Regions from separate parts of the Cricetulus griseus genome. Here region 1 is linked to region 2. A link is a contact called in public Hi-C data. All regions are on one chromosome and are shown on one strand. Each heading gives the region's core, a stretch centred on a gene start, on an enhancer-like site or on the middle of the called end of the contact. The rest is flanking DNA. Distances are from core to core; before and after follow the strand shown. Region 1 holds the start of Plcb1 (1-phosphatidylinositol 4,5-bisphosphate phosphodiesterase beta-1). Region 2 holds the start of LOC100771536 (60S ribosomal protein L39-like).

Evidence for each region. A called contact is a pair of places that touch in the nucleus more often than the background predicts.
Region 1: a contact with region 2 is called in a Hi-C map of fibroblasts, with 5 times the contacts expected there. The contact joins the promoter of Plcb1 here to the promoter of LOC100771536 in region 2. A contact is called at or near these places in 2 of 8 Hi-C or Micro-C datasets (the CHO-K1 cell line and fibroblasts).

Annotation. Positions count from the first base shown.
Region 1 is chr6:43,852,057-43,858,186 of CriGri-PICRH-1.0, forward strand. It overlaps Plcb1 (1-phosphatidylinositol 4,5-bisphosphate phosphodiesterase beta-1), which reads right to left and starts at 4,775. Exons shown (of 31, transcript XM_035446906.1): 1 at 4,532-4,775. The coding sequence starts at 4,630.
Region 2 is chr6:43,359,666-43,366,571 of CriGri-PICRH-1.0, forward strand. LOC100771536 (60S ribosomal protein L39-like) reads right to left here and starts at 2,200. Exons shown (of 1, transcript XM_035446910.1): 1 at 1,813-2,200. The coding sequence starts at 2,141. The coding sequence ends at 1,986. All of the region lies in intron 8 of Plcb1 (1-phosphatidylinositol 4,5-bisphosphate phosphodiesterase beta-1), which reads right to left.

The DNA of each region.
Region 1 (6,130 bases), core at 3,525-6,024, 490 kb after region 2:
AGAAATAATGTCCTAGGTTTGAAAAACAGGCAGCCCAGAGGCTGGGGAAGTAGTCCTTACACAGTTTTGGGTCATTCCTTTCCTATCTCCCGTTCAATTGTTGAGTAGCAGTTTGCACAGAGATTGAAACTTTATCCAGCAGAGAAGCTTCTTAAGCCAAAAGATAAACAACTCAAAACAGGCTCAGGAAATAGCTGAAACTGAGAGATTCACTGGGCCTCTTCCTCTCTAGGTCAAACAATGAAGTCCTCTCAGAATTGCTCTCAGACAAGCCAAGCTGCAAAGAAGACCTCAGACATGTCCAGATGCCTGTAAGAAGCAGAAACCAGCCCAGTGGCCTAAAAGAGGTCTAGCCTAACTGAACCATCTGGAAAAGACACTCTCCAACTTGTTGGGCTGCCTGTAAGCTGTGCAGTGTGCTCTAGGTTCACCCATGCTGAGGTGGGCTTTGGTGAAAGCAGCTGTCTTGTCAGTCATTTCTGCTTCTGCAAGTAACCTTTTCACTCACACTCCTGTAAGTAACCCCAATGAAACTTAGTGTTCACCAAGTTGGACTCTAGTGGCATCCATACTTTGGTTTGTCAGGAGCTTCCTATCTGGGGTGAGTAGATATATGTGTAATGTCTTCCCAAGAAAACTTCTGCCCCACAACACCAATCCAGACAGAAGTCAAAACTCAAAGAAGAAAATGGTCAAATTCATAATAATCCCTCTTGCTCCCTAGCTAAGATGAAGAAAGCAAATTACCATTCACTGTCTACCTCACCTCAGCTCTCCTGTAACATCCACAATACAAAAGATTGATCATCTTCCACCTTTAATCTGGCCATATGCAAATACAAAATAAAAGGCTGTCATTTGTTTGATTTACTGCTATTAGTAAGCAAGAAGCCACAATAGGTCACCTTTTTCTCCTTTCACCAAGTTCAGGAACACAGGATCAGCTTTGCTGTTATGTTATGCCCACAGTGATTAGTTTTAAAATATTTCAAGTTTCAAAACCTTCCGTTATTTCTAAGGACTCCCAGATCTTCCACAGTAAGAGAGCAACTGCCTGACTAGGTACTGCAAAGCATCGGCAGACCCCACCCAGGCCCTGCTCTTAGCCACTTGATACCTATTGTCATCTGTTGTCATATGTTGGTGCCTTTGGCAGTGACAATCATACTTAGGACATCCGAGACCTCACCAGGACTTTAGTAAAGAGCCTCCAAGGGTGACACCTCCCATTCCCTATGGTGGCCGGCAAAACAGGACTAGTGATTATGGTGTGTAGCACTTCACCATCCTAAATAGCCCCCGAGCATCATTTTCTGTTCTTACTATGTACTGTGCTGTCTAATAGGAGAGTAAAAATCTATAGGAGTTGCCACACTCCCTCTTTAAAGCAGGATTCCACTGTTTTCACAGTAAAGCAGGTGTACAAGGGGCCTCTAAGTTGTTTGAAGCATTTATTTTTCTTCTAGACAAGTATATGGGATGTTCCCTTGGGGTAGAAACAGGGAATGTTTTCCCCAAGACAGTGCAAAAGTTAAAAGAGAGAAACTTCCATAGCTCTGTGACACAGAATCAAACCAGAGACCTTCTCAAACCCAGGGGAGGGAGGGAGGGAAGGAGGGAGGGAGGGAGAGAGGAGGGAGGGAGGGTAGAATTATTCACTCATTGCCTATCAATAGTTCAAAAGAAATGCAAAAATATGAGTTATTCATTCCAATCTGAGTATTGATGATGCTTCAGTCAATAACCTCCTCTGGGGTTATTTATCTCATAAAACTGCCACTATAGTGTTTCCAATTCCTAGAAGACAAATTTCTCAAAATGTAAGCACAGGGATAAAATTAAATTCACAAGTCAGGGAACATTTACATCGGCTAGGCAGTCACAGTGACAGTTCATTCACAAACCTCCCCCCTGGTCACATACAGTGTTGTTTCTAAGACCAGCAGCAGCAACCACTATTGTCTACTGCCCAGTGAGAAAAAAGCACTCTCCAGCCCTTCCCAAGAGCTGATGAGACACAGAATAGACCCAGCAATCCCAGGACTACCAGGCCTTCTAGATGTTTCTGATAGGAAAAGTGGGGAGAGTGTTGATCACAGAGGCTTCCCACAAACTATTTCACCAAATGTATAGGAAATGTAGCCCTACCAGTTTTGTACAAAAGACAACAAAGGTTCAATGTGTTTATTGGTCTAAAGTCACCGTGGTGACAGATGAGAGAACCCAGACCCTGGATTCAAGATTTTGTTTGCTTTGTCTTGAAAGCACAGCTTCATATAAATGCATTAGAAACAGCCAACCAGATCAAACTGGCTTGGTTCTGAAAGAGGGAATACAACCTAGAAAGACTAGAGAGGGGGATGCATGGGGGTCTACAAACGATACTAAGGAAGTCTGGATGCCTCCTACTGCACAGATCACAGGGAGGAAGAGAGCCAGAGTGCCTGCAGGGCACTCCTCTGAAGTGCAGTTAACTCATCCTCTGGGTGCAGTCTGTTTTCTCTTTAAGAAGACTCTAACTCTCCGAAGTGCCTGCCTCTTTTGCACAAGTCTTCCCAGAAACTCACCGCTGCAGTGATGGTAGGATGCTTCCCACCTCTCCCTTCTCCTAGCACTGACTAGTGGCTCCTCCATTACTCCCAGGGCATCAATTTCTTCAATTTGTCTCATCTGTGTTTTGATGGTTTTGGTCTCTTCTATTTAGTGTACCCAGTCTGTAACAGGAGAGCTTTTACCTACTTTCTCCATCATCCCAAAATGTAGTTAGACAGGCACTGCTAAATGAGCATGAAATGTTTGTTACATAAATACATGCAACACAAATCACCCACCTGGTTATCTATATCCTTCATTCTCAATATCTTATTTTCTCACAAACCAGAATTCATTGAGAGTTATTTAATATATAGCTTAAAAACCATGAGTGTAAAGAATCCATAGGCTATGACTGAAATTGCTCCCCCTTTTTTACTCTAAGGCTGCTCTCCTCTCTCTCTCTTCTCTCTTTACCATCCCCTCTTTCTCTGACCCACCATTTTATTAGCTCTTAAGTGTGTCTAGATGGGCAAGAACATTTTACTTGTTGGACTGTACTCTCCTTTTATTTTCTTGACGTAAAACAATCCATCTGTGTCTGGATTTATTGTTTAGATTCTATTCCATTTATAACAGCATCCGGCCACATTGGACTGGGACAGAATGGAGAAACATGCAAAGCCCTTCGTAAAGAGAGCATGTTTACATCCTTGCCTACATCATTTAATAATTGTCATGAGATTTCAAGGAGGCTGTGGCTCGTCCTGCAAGTTCAGTTTGCGATTCCAGTTGGACAAAATATAGGCACAGATGCACTCAGCTAAGTAATTGGATTCACTACCTGGAATATTTAAATTGTTTTCAGACACTGAAAATTGGCTTAAGAAGATTAAAGTAAAATACCCAGGAGGATAACAGGCTGTAATTTACGAGGTGGGAAATCTTCTCAGTGAGAAGACCAGTTCATTCTCCTATAGCTGCCCCTGATGAGAGATGTATTCATAATCAGGACTTGAATTTCTTTAGATCTTAACATCTCAGGTTTATTCAGGTGAGTTGTTCTTACCAGACCCTTTGGATGACACCCAGGAAGCTAAATTGATAGTATAATGTGCATCCCATTCTCGTTTTCATTAAGAATTCTCTAAGTGTTCTGACGGCAAGTAGGGTAGAGGAAAGGGAGAGGTCATGGGATCTAGAGTGTAGGAGAAGCAGTGGAGTCTCAAGGCTGGGCAGACTCTGTCCTACACAGCTAAGGGTGCAAGTAGATGAGAGGGTGAAGTTGGGCGTCTATATCCAAGTGAAAACTTAAGCAAGCTCCTTTCTCAAAACCTAGCCCTCTCTGCAGGCCCATTCTGTGCTCCTCAGCCCTAACAGCCCCTCATTTGCTCACTAATACGCCTCTAGTGTGCCCTCTCCAGCCCTTCCCGAGGCCCCTCACTCCGGAGCCAGCCGCTAAAGTTTGGCATCAACGACCACCTGTCGGCTATACCGCTGTGTCTTCTGCCGCGTGGCCATCATAAAAATGCTCAGGGGTTATCGGTAATTACAAGATTTTGGACCTGGGTGGTAGTTAGGTATTCCTTCTGGAAAGAGGGCAAAAGAGGTAACAGAGCTCTTTAGCCAGCCAAGAGGGGTGCGCCTAGTTCTTTCCAGCGCTATCCAGCTGGTCCTAACTTCATGCTCTTTCCAAACTCGCGGGACCCGACACTGGGTATAACCTGTCCCTCCAGCTCTACTGGCCTCAAAGTCTTAAATCCCTCTGGAGGCACTGGCCAGACTCAGCAAGGATGTCAACTCCAAAGCCCCTAGGAGGAGGAGAGCGCGCGCGAAGCTGTCACCCTCAGCCACCCAGCCCGGCAGCTGGCAACCTGTGCGCCCCGGGCTGCCCGCGCCCGTTCCAGCGCCCCATTGCATAACGAGCCCCTCGCCCCACCCCCACGCAACCCGCCCTCGGGTGCCCGGCCCGCTCCCCACCGCGCCGCCCCTCACTTACATCATCCCACTTGACGAATTTGGTGCCCTTCTTGAGGCTGTCGGACACGCACACAGGCTTGAGTTGCAAGGCGTGCACTCCGGGCTGAGCCCCAGCCATCTGGGCTCATTGGGGTTCCGGGCAGCCCGGGCGAGCGCGGCGGGGATGGGGCGCGGAGCTCCACGCACGGGCGGGCTCGGCTCTCTGCTCAGCAGGCTCTGGGCTCCGCTGCCAGCCGGCCTCCCGGCCTCTTGGCCTCCGCACCTCTGGCCCGCACCGCTCAGTAAGCGGGACACGCGAGGGCGCAGCAGCCGGCCATGCCCCAGGCGGGACGCAGGGTCGAGAGCCCGCGGTGGCTGTGGTGCCTCGGAAGACGCGAAGAAGCAGAGCCGGGTAGTGCGAGCCGCCCACCGCCGGATCCTGCTTGGCCGCCGCCTCGAAGCGCACCATTCAGCACATCCTCTGTGCCCAGAGGGAGCGCGCGATTGACACGCTCCGGTCCCCTCCTCCCTCCGCTCCTCCCGCCCCTGCTCCGCCACCCTCGCTCGCGGTCCTCCTCCCCCAGCTCCCTGCCCAACTTTGAGCGCTGGGTCAGCAGCGGGAAGCGGGGACGCAGCGGCACCTCCCGGCTCCCGGGCCCCACTGCAGCCGACGCCTGCGCCACGCGCCCTCTGAGCATGCCCCGTGCCTTTGCCAGCACTGATGTTCCCGGGGCTTTTCGGGGAACCTGGGCGCGAGCCTGGGTGGTGCCTTATCAGATCCTAAACATATAACAAAAGAAAAGAAGGACGTTGGAGAGAAATGAGGAGAGAGCCCTCGGCTTTTCTTCTCGCTGGGGCTCTCCAGTCTTTTGGAAGAGAGGGTTACTATTTATGTAGAGGAGAAGCTGTTTAGAGGTTTAGAGCGAGAACTCCATAGAAACCTCGCCCCGCCAGAAAGTTGGCAACGTGCTAGTCTGGATTGCCCGAAAACAGTGTTTTGAAAATTAAAAGTTCATCTGGGGACAAACACAGCTTTTATTTCCCAAGGAAGATGAAAGGTGTGGGGCGCCGGGAGGCATGGCGGGGGGGGGTGTCATACATATAGAAACACAGGTGTCTGAGTGTGTGTCTTCACTCCCAATGTTGATAATGTCAAGTGTTTGGGAGGGTGGGGAACAACTGGAACCTTCATCCATCACAGGGGTAGAGGGTGGGGCATAAAGTGATAAACCCACTTTAGAAAGTGATTTCTTATAAACGTTTACTTATTACACAATCTAGAAATTCTACTTCTAAGTTTTTGCTCAAGAGAACCGAAAACACACTCACACAGACTTGGCCAGCAACGTTAAAGGCAACTGACTAGAGAAACAAACTTCAGTGTGTACATGTGTTCCCTAAACTAGAATACTATCCCATGATGAGAAGGGACAGACGCTCAAGAACATACCCATGAGTGTACAAAGTTTAAGCTTAGTGAGCCAAGCCAGGCAAGAGTGAACAACAGGATGAAGAATAGGCAAGGTATTCTGTGGTGACAGAAAGTAGATCAGGTAGGTGCCTGTGGCCAGGGGTGGGCAAAGATTGGCATAAAAGACAAACAGGGACCTTTTGAGAATGATGGAAACATTCTGTGTCT
Region 2 (6,906 bases), core at 950-3,449:
TATACAGTGTTCTGCCTGTGTATATGTCTGCAGGCCAGAAGAGAGGATCAGTTCTTATTCTAGATAGATGTGAGTCACCATATGGTTTCTGGGAGTTGAACTCAGGACGTCTGGAAGAGCAGTCAGTGCTCTTAATCTCTGAGCCATCTCCAGCCCAACTGTTAATTTCTTTGCACATATATCTAGGACAACTTTAACTTTCCATCAGCTATCTAAACCTCATTGTAATGTGTTCAAAATGCAAGTGCTTTCTCAGTTACATTGACCTGAAGTCTTTCTTGGAGTCCTCTGACCAAATTGACGAATTCCAACTCCTTTTAATTTTATTCTATTCTTAATATCTCTTATTTTCACATATTATGCCTTGCTCTTTCATAAATATATATTTCATTTTAGTTGTAGCACATTTGTCAGTAGTTCCTTGAAAGACTTCGGAGTATTGAATTTCCTGAACTTTGCATGTTTGAAATGGTTCACATTCACTTCTACATATAGTTCCTAGTTTAGCAGGGTATAGCATTCTTGGTAGATTTTTTTTCTTTTTCTTTTGTAAAGTTGTTTGACTGTCTTTTGATTTCCAGCATGGATGTTGGAAATATTGAAGTCTTTCTAATTCACCATTTTTAAAGCTGTTATGTGGCCTATTTTGCTTTTGTCTCTCTAGAAATATTCAGCATCTTTGTCCCAAATTTATTAAAATTTCTCAATGATTTGTTTTTGTACAGTTTTGTCTTTACTCTCTGTTTTGGTATGAAAATTTGGGATAAATTTAATAAATGCATTTTATGATGCTTTTTTCTTTCTAGAATATTATTTTCTCACATTTAAAACAATTATCATACAATTATCACATTTAACTTAGCTGTTTCTTCAATTATATTCCCATATATTCTTTCAGTGTTTTGTTTCTTCTATGCTCTTCTTAATATCCAAGAGCCAATTTCTGATATCTGACATTTTTTGAAAACAACATCTGTTCTTATTTCAAAGATGAATATATTTGTTACTTTCCTAAGGATAAAATATCTACACATGTAATTAATTCTTTCTGTATTGTTATTTTACTGCTGTTATTTTCTCCCTCCAAAAGAAAGTTCTCATCCTACATCTAGTAACTACTGTTTATTTATATTTTCTAATTGGCAGAATGAAACATTCACTGGATTAGTTTAATGAACTTTGATAAGTGGCTTTGAGAACTCTGAGACAGATGAGGCATCACTGTAGAAAGATTTGACTTTGTATCTCCTCTTCAGGTCTCCTCATCTAATCTCCTGCACAAAGAATAAAAGTTTAGTGCTAGTATTCTAAGCCAATGTGGGGAAAGCATGCATGGATCTCTTTGTGTTGCAGTTTGTGATCTTATTTTCAAAGTGGTTACTTTGCTTGTACATATCTTGTGTCATGTTCACTTAAGTCTGGTCCTTTCTCAGATAGGAATTCTGACTATATTTCAATAGCCGCCAAACCCCATTCTATTCGCTACTCCTCCTTCTTCAAGAAAGTAGCATCTTCAATTCCTGAGATTTTTAAGATTTCTATGGAACAACTCAAGATGGTTCCCAGCATACCACTTGTTTGATCTATGAACAGTTCCTCAGATATATTACAGCTGTAAACATATAGCCAACTTTCTCAGATAACTGTTTATCTTCTTAGTTCAAACGCTTTCTGGATTACATCTATAAAATTAACTCTTAATGCAGTTTTAGTGTAAACTCAAGGTAGCTTAATTAGATAAATATGTTCATTTCATTATGTTTATCTTGAAGTTCTACAATACATTCTAGTATTTTATTTTTACTTATTTATTTTGCAGTTTGAAAGGCTCTATATTTTTATTACTGGACAAACCATTCCCAGCTTAAACATGACCAAGTCTCCAGGTTAAAAATGTTGAACTCCATCTGGCAGCATACATTGCTTTGACCATTGACCATGATTCAGTATAAACTCTCAAGTCTTGCTATTGATTGTGTGAATCCTTACAGGCCCAGCTTGGTTCTCCTCCAGTGTCTTCTCTTGGAGTTGTACCTGATTTTGTTACCGGTTTTCATCCCAATCCACTGAGGAATAGGACAATTTTGCTTTTGTTTCTTGGCCAGCAATTGTCTGATTCTGAAAGTCTTGTGAGAAGACATGGTGAGAAGCCAATTCAGACGTATGATGCATGATGGCAGAGGAAAGGCATAGAGAACATTCTAGTATTTTAGATAAAATTTATTATATTATATAAAATACATTTTTGATAATTATAGATGAAGTTGATTCATACAGCAAGGTTTTTTTTTTTTTTTTTTTTTTATGCCTTATGCCTTCTATTTTGCCAGGTACTTTGCCTTTGGTTTTTCTTTTTCTTTTTGTGGTGGAACATATGCAGTGACTAACCTCTCACCATAGATGGCACTATATGGACAATTTGTCTATCAGCTTTTTCTTGTTGCATTTCTTTCTCTCTACAGCATGCAGTCAGAGCAGCAGATACTCTCTAAACTCGCAATTGGGAAAGTGCTTGGACCTCGTGACTTCTCTTGCCAATCTCACAGGGATGTCTGTGCACAACAGGTATGGTTGGATGTGAAAGGTTTTTAACAAAATGATAGCTGAATCAAGCTGGTCCTTGATGTCCATCTTCTTCTATGACGGCATCTGATTGAGATGTCAATCGGAAGTCGTGTGTACATTTATAAATGAGTCTCCTAAATCTGTCATGTCAGGTCACAATTTGAGTTAAAAACAGTGCTGAAGAATTTATCCAATGATCTCAAAAAAGAAAAAAAATCCTAAGGAAATTTCAGGGACAAATTGCAAGACATCAAAACAGACCAGAAAAGGGATCCAGGATACTTGAGACTATGGGAAACCAGTCCTTAAGTGGTAATAGAATTTAGTGTACCCCATTACATTGTTCATGGTAAGCGACGGATCCATCAAAGCATATTCTTTTTAATGACCTTTGCTCTGGCAGAATTTCCTATTAAAGCTAGAAGTAAAAAGCATATCTGAAATAAATCCATAGACTTCAATCTTCTACTTAGAAGCTTATGAATATGGCTTTCAGTAAGACCACATAATGCAAGTGAATGTTTCTCATTTATAATGAAATTTCTGAGCACAGCAGGGAGTCCAATACTGTACCCCCATTATACTTTGCATGAGTGAGATGACCCTGTGATGGAGAAAATATATACTGCATGACTAAAAGCTAATCTCTGAGTAGAATCCATGGTGTATTAGTCAAGTACTCAGAGAGTCCTTTGGTCATCTCTTTCACACTCAATGTGCATTTTTTAATTGGCGTGCTCTGATGATTAATTTTAGTTTTTAAGACACAGTCTCTCTATGTAGCCCAGGCTGTCTTGGAACTTGCTGTGTAGATGCGGCTGGCCTTGAACTCACAAAGATCTGCCTGCTTCTGCCTAAGTACTAGGGTTAAAGCATGCCTCGCCATACCTGGCTTCTTTAATTTTAATTTTTAATTTTCATTATCAACTACCTGGGGCTCAGAATCACCTAGAACAGAGCTCTGAGTGTCCCCAGTGTGACTAGTTGCTTCATGTTCCCGTCACCACAGATCAGGCCGTTAGGGCCACCACCATGATAAAGTAGACAATTAAACTGCATGCTAAAACAAACCCTACCTTATGTTGCCCTTGTCAGGCCTTTTATCACAAAAATGAGAAAAATTACCAAAACAGAAAATAAGTACCAGGACTGGAGTGATTGTTGTGATCAATCTGACCATGTGATTTGTAGGAGGAACATAGAATTTGGACTGTAGAGTGGAGAATGTTGTTAACAGAGCATAACACACTGGTGGGAGTGTGGAAGACCAGAGTGCTGAGAGTGGTGAAGTAAAGACTGCACTCGTGAGTTTTCTAAGTTGAATTAGGACTATAGCCGAGAGTGGGCTAGAGGACACATTTACTTTGTCCTTGTGAAAAGTCCATATAGTTACAGGCTCCCCATGCCCTGAAAACTTAAGTAAAGTCAGATTCAATGGCCATGAACTAAACCTTTTTCAGAAAGGAAAATTTAAGACAATATAATATCCAAGGTGTGCATGATAAATGCCACTCTTCTTAGCTCAGAGGGAGAGGGACAGGGAGAGGGAACAGAAAGATATGAAAAACGAGCAATTCAGCTCGGACAGGATTAACAGCAAGCCAAAAGTTTGACAAGGTAGGTGGGGAGAAGGTAACTATAATTCTTAAAGAGGTCATCACCTTGAAAGAGAACCCTGGAGTTCCATCCTGACCTCTAAGCATGGTGCTCTGAGATCAAGACTACCCACCAAAGACACCTGAAGGGGAAGAGATAGAAACAGGAACATGACATTTCATGTTCTCTACTCAAAATCAACCATTTATAGACCTCCCCCCATCCCCGTGTCCCCATATTTGGCTGCCAAAATGTACAGAGAGCATGATAGCTGCAGCAGAGCCACACAGTACTTCAAACTGGCAATGGGCCTCTGCTCAGTGGTCCACATGGTGCTGACATTGCAGGCATGTGAGAGATACAAGAAGGAAGGGGTCATGGAGACTTGACCACGATTCCTGAATGCCAGTGAGGTCAAGCAATAATGCGGCAGGATTGGATTTCCTGAAAGAAGGCCCTGGGATGCCATTATATGAACCTGTGAAGGTGAGACCTATGGGGCAATAGAGATCCCAGGATGTTGGGACGATAGAACTGTTGATGTCTGCCTAAGGAAAATTGCAGATGCACAGTAGATACAATCCAAGTGATAATAGGTGAGCTGTAGGCAGTAGAACTGGAGAGGCACATTCAGGTAAGGCTGTTGGAGCCCATATAATGCCACCAAAATCCCAGATATAGAATATGAAGCTGAAGGATTTGCAGGATTTGGTGATTTCTCTACTGGGTTTCAGTCATCCTTTGGTCTCTTCTTTCCTTTAGGATGAGAATTTTTATCTGTACCATTGCATATTGAAAGTATGTAAGTAAACATTTTTATAAGAGTTTATAATTAAGAGGTTTCTTGAGTCTTAGGAGAGGCTTTGTATTCTCTCTCTCTCTCTCTCTCTCTCTCTCTCTCTCTCTCTCTCTCTCTGTGTGTGTGTGTGTGTTTGTGTGTTTGTGCTTTTTTGAGACAAGGTCTCTCTCTGTAGCTGTCCTGGAACTCACTATGTGGACCAGGCTAGCCTCAACTCAGAGATCCACTTGCTTCTGCCTCCCAAATGCCGGAATTAAAGGTATGAACCAGCATACCTGGCTGACTTTGGACTTTTAAACAGTGTTGAAACTGTTAAAGACCATGGGAACTTTTGAAATTGAGCTGAATTCATTTTGCTTTATCAGATGGACATGAGTCCTGGAGGACGTGGAGTGGAGTATTAGGATTTAAAGGGGATGTGACTGGGTGTCAAGTTGAAAAGGGAAGAAGTTGTGATGATTAACCATCATTTTCAACTTTACTGGTTTTAAAAATCACTTAGGAAACTCAGATCTGGCTGTGTGAGAGTATTTACATGGAAGTTTAACTAAGGAAGTCTGAACATGGGTGGCATCATTCCATGGTATAAAATTCTGTAGTGAACAAAGGGAAGAGGAGAAAGGCAGCCAAGCCCAGCATTCATCTTTTTCATTTGTGACTTTGGGTGCACTGTGGGCAACTGCCTCATGCTCCTGCCACCCCAGCCGGAATCACCAAAGCTGTCCTCATTGCCATGCCTTTCTCACCATGATGGAGAGTTGGAGAGTATCCTGAAGCTGTAAGCTAAAAAACAAACCTTCCTTCTAATTCACTTCCGCAATGGGAGAAGTAACTAATACAGATGCTTATCCAGGAACTCCCCACTTCATGGCATTAATAACTGATGTGGAATTGCTCGTGAACGAGGAGTTTCCAGCAAAGAAAATATGGCTGGCCATGTTTATTATATGCACAGATTTTCTTTTTAGATAATGGATTGTGACTTAAAAGAAAATCTAATATGTAGGCACAGGCAGGGTCGTGAATGAGGAAAAATAGCCTTTGAATAGGTTCATCAGTTGGATCTATTTCCTTCACAAATGATCTGTCTGCCTAACAAATCATTCATGTTCCTTACCATACACAGCATGAACTCAGCCCATCCTCCCTGCCACTGTGTGAGGGCTAAAACTTATATGCCTGTTTTATGGATATGAAATGTGAAGGCAAGGGTTGCTCAAGACAACATAGAACACAGAGGATTTGTGCCTTAGGTAGACAGGCTGTAACACTGTGGATGGCAGTGCTCACAGTCTAGTAACAGAAAGTAAACCATAATAATAGTGGTAATGAGCTACCTACTACTCTGAGAATAGACCACATGCCAGGCACAGGCATTCTTTGAGAGAGTGACTCATTTTCAGCTCAGTAAACTGAGGCGGAGCCGGAAACAACTTGTCTGGCGAGCGTGGAAGCTGAACTGGTAGCTCATGCTGGGGTGATGAAAAGACAGATGGAGCTGATGGGACTAATCATATCCATCCACCCATCTCTCCTAACACTGTCCCAAGTAAGGGCCATGGAGCGTGGAGAAGGGGACATTTTGCCGCATAGACAGTTGGCTTCAAACTGGCTACACTGCATCAGTCCTAAAAATAGCCCTGAATGTGACCAGGAAAAGAGTCTTTCCAATGATTTACTTATCTCTCTAAAATGTGTTACTTTAATCTTTTTGTTAGAAGAAGCCCGGGCTTTGGCAGATAAATGACCCATCTGGCAGAGGTGTGAGGATTAGGCTCCTTGATTTGAATTTGTCTATCAAGGACCAAAATTCTTTTCCAGATTTAAATTGTGTTCTAATCTCTGCATGCAATTTAGAGGTGTCCTCCAGCATTTTCTTTCTCCAACCCGTGAATCTTACATTTAGGTGAAGAAAAATAAAATACAATAAAAAATGTGTTATGCCA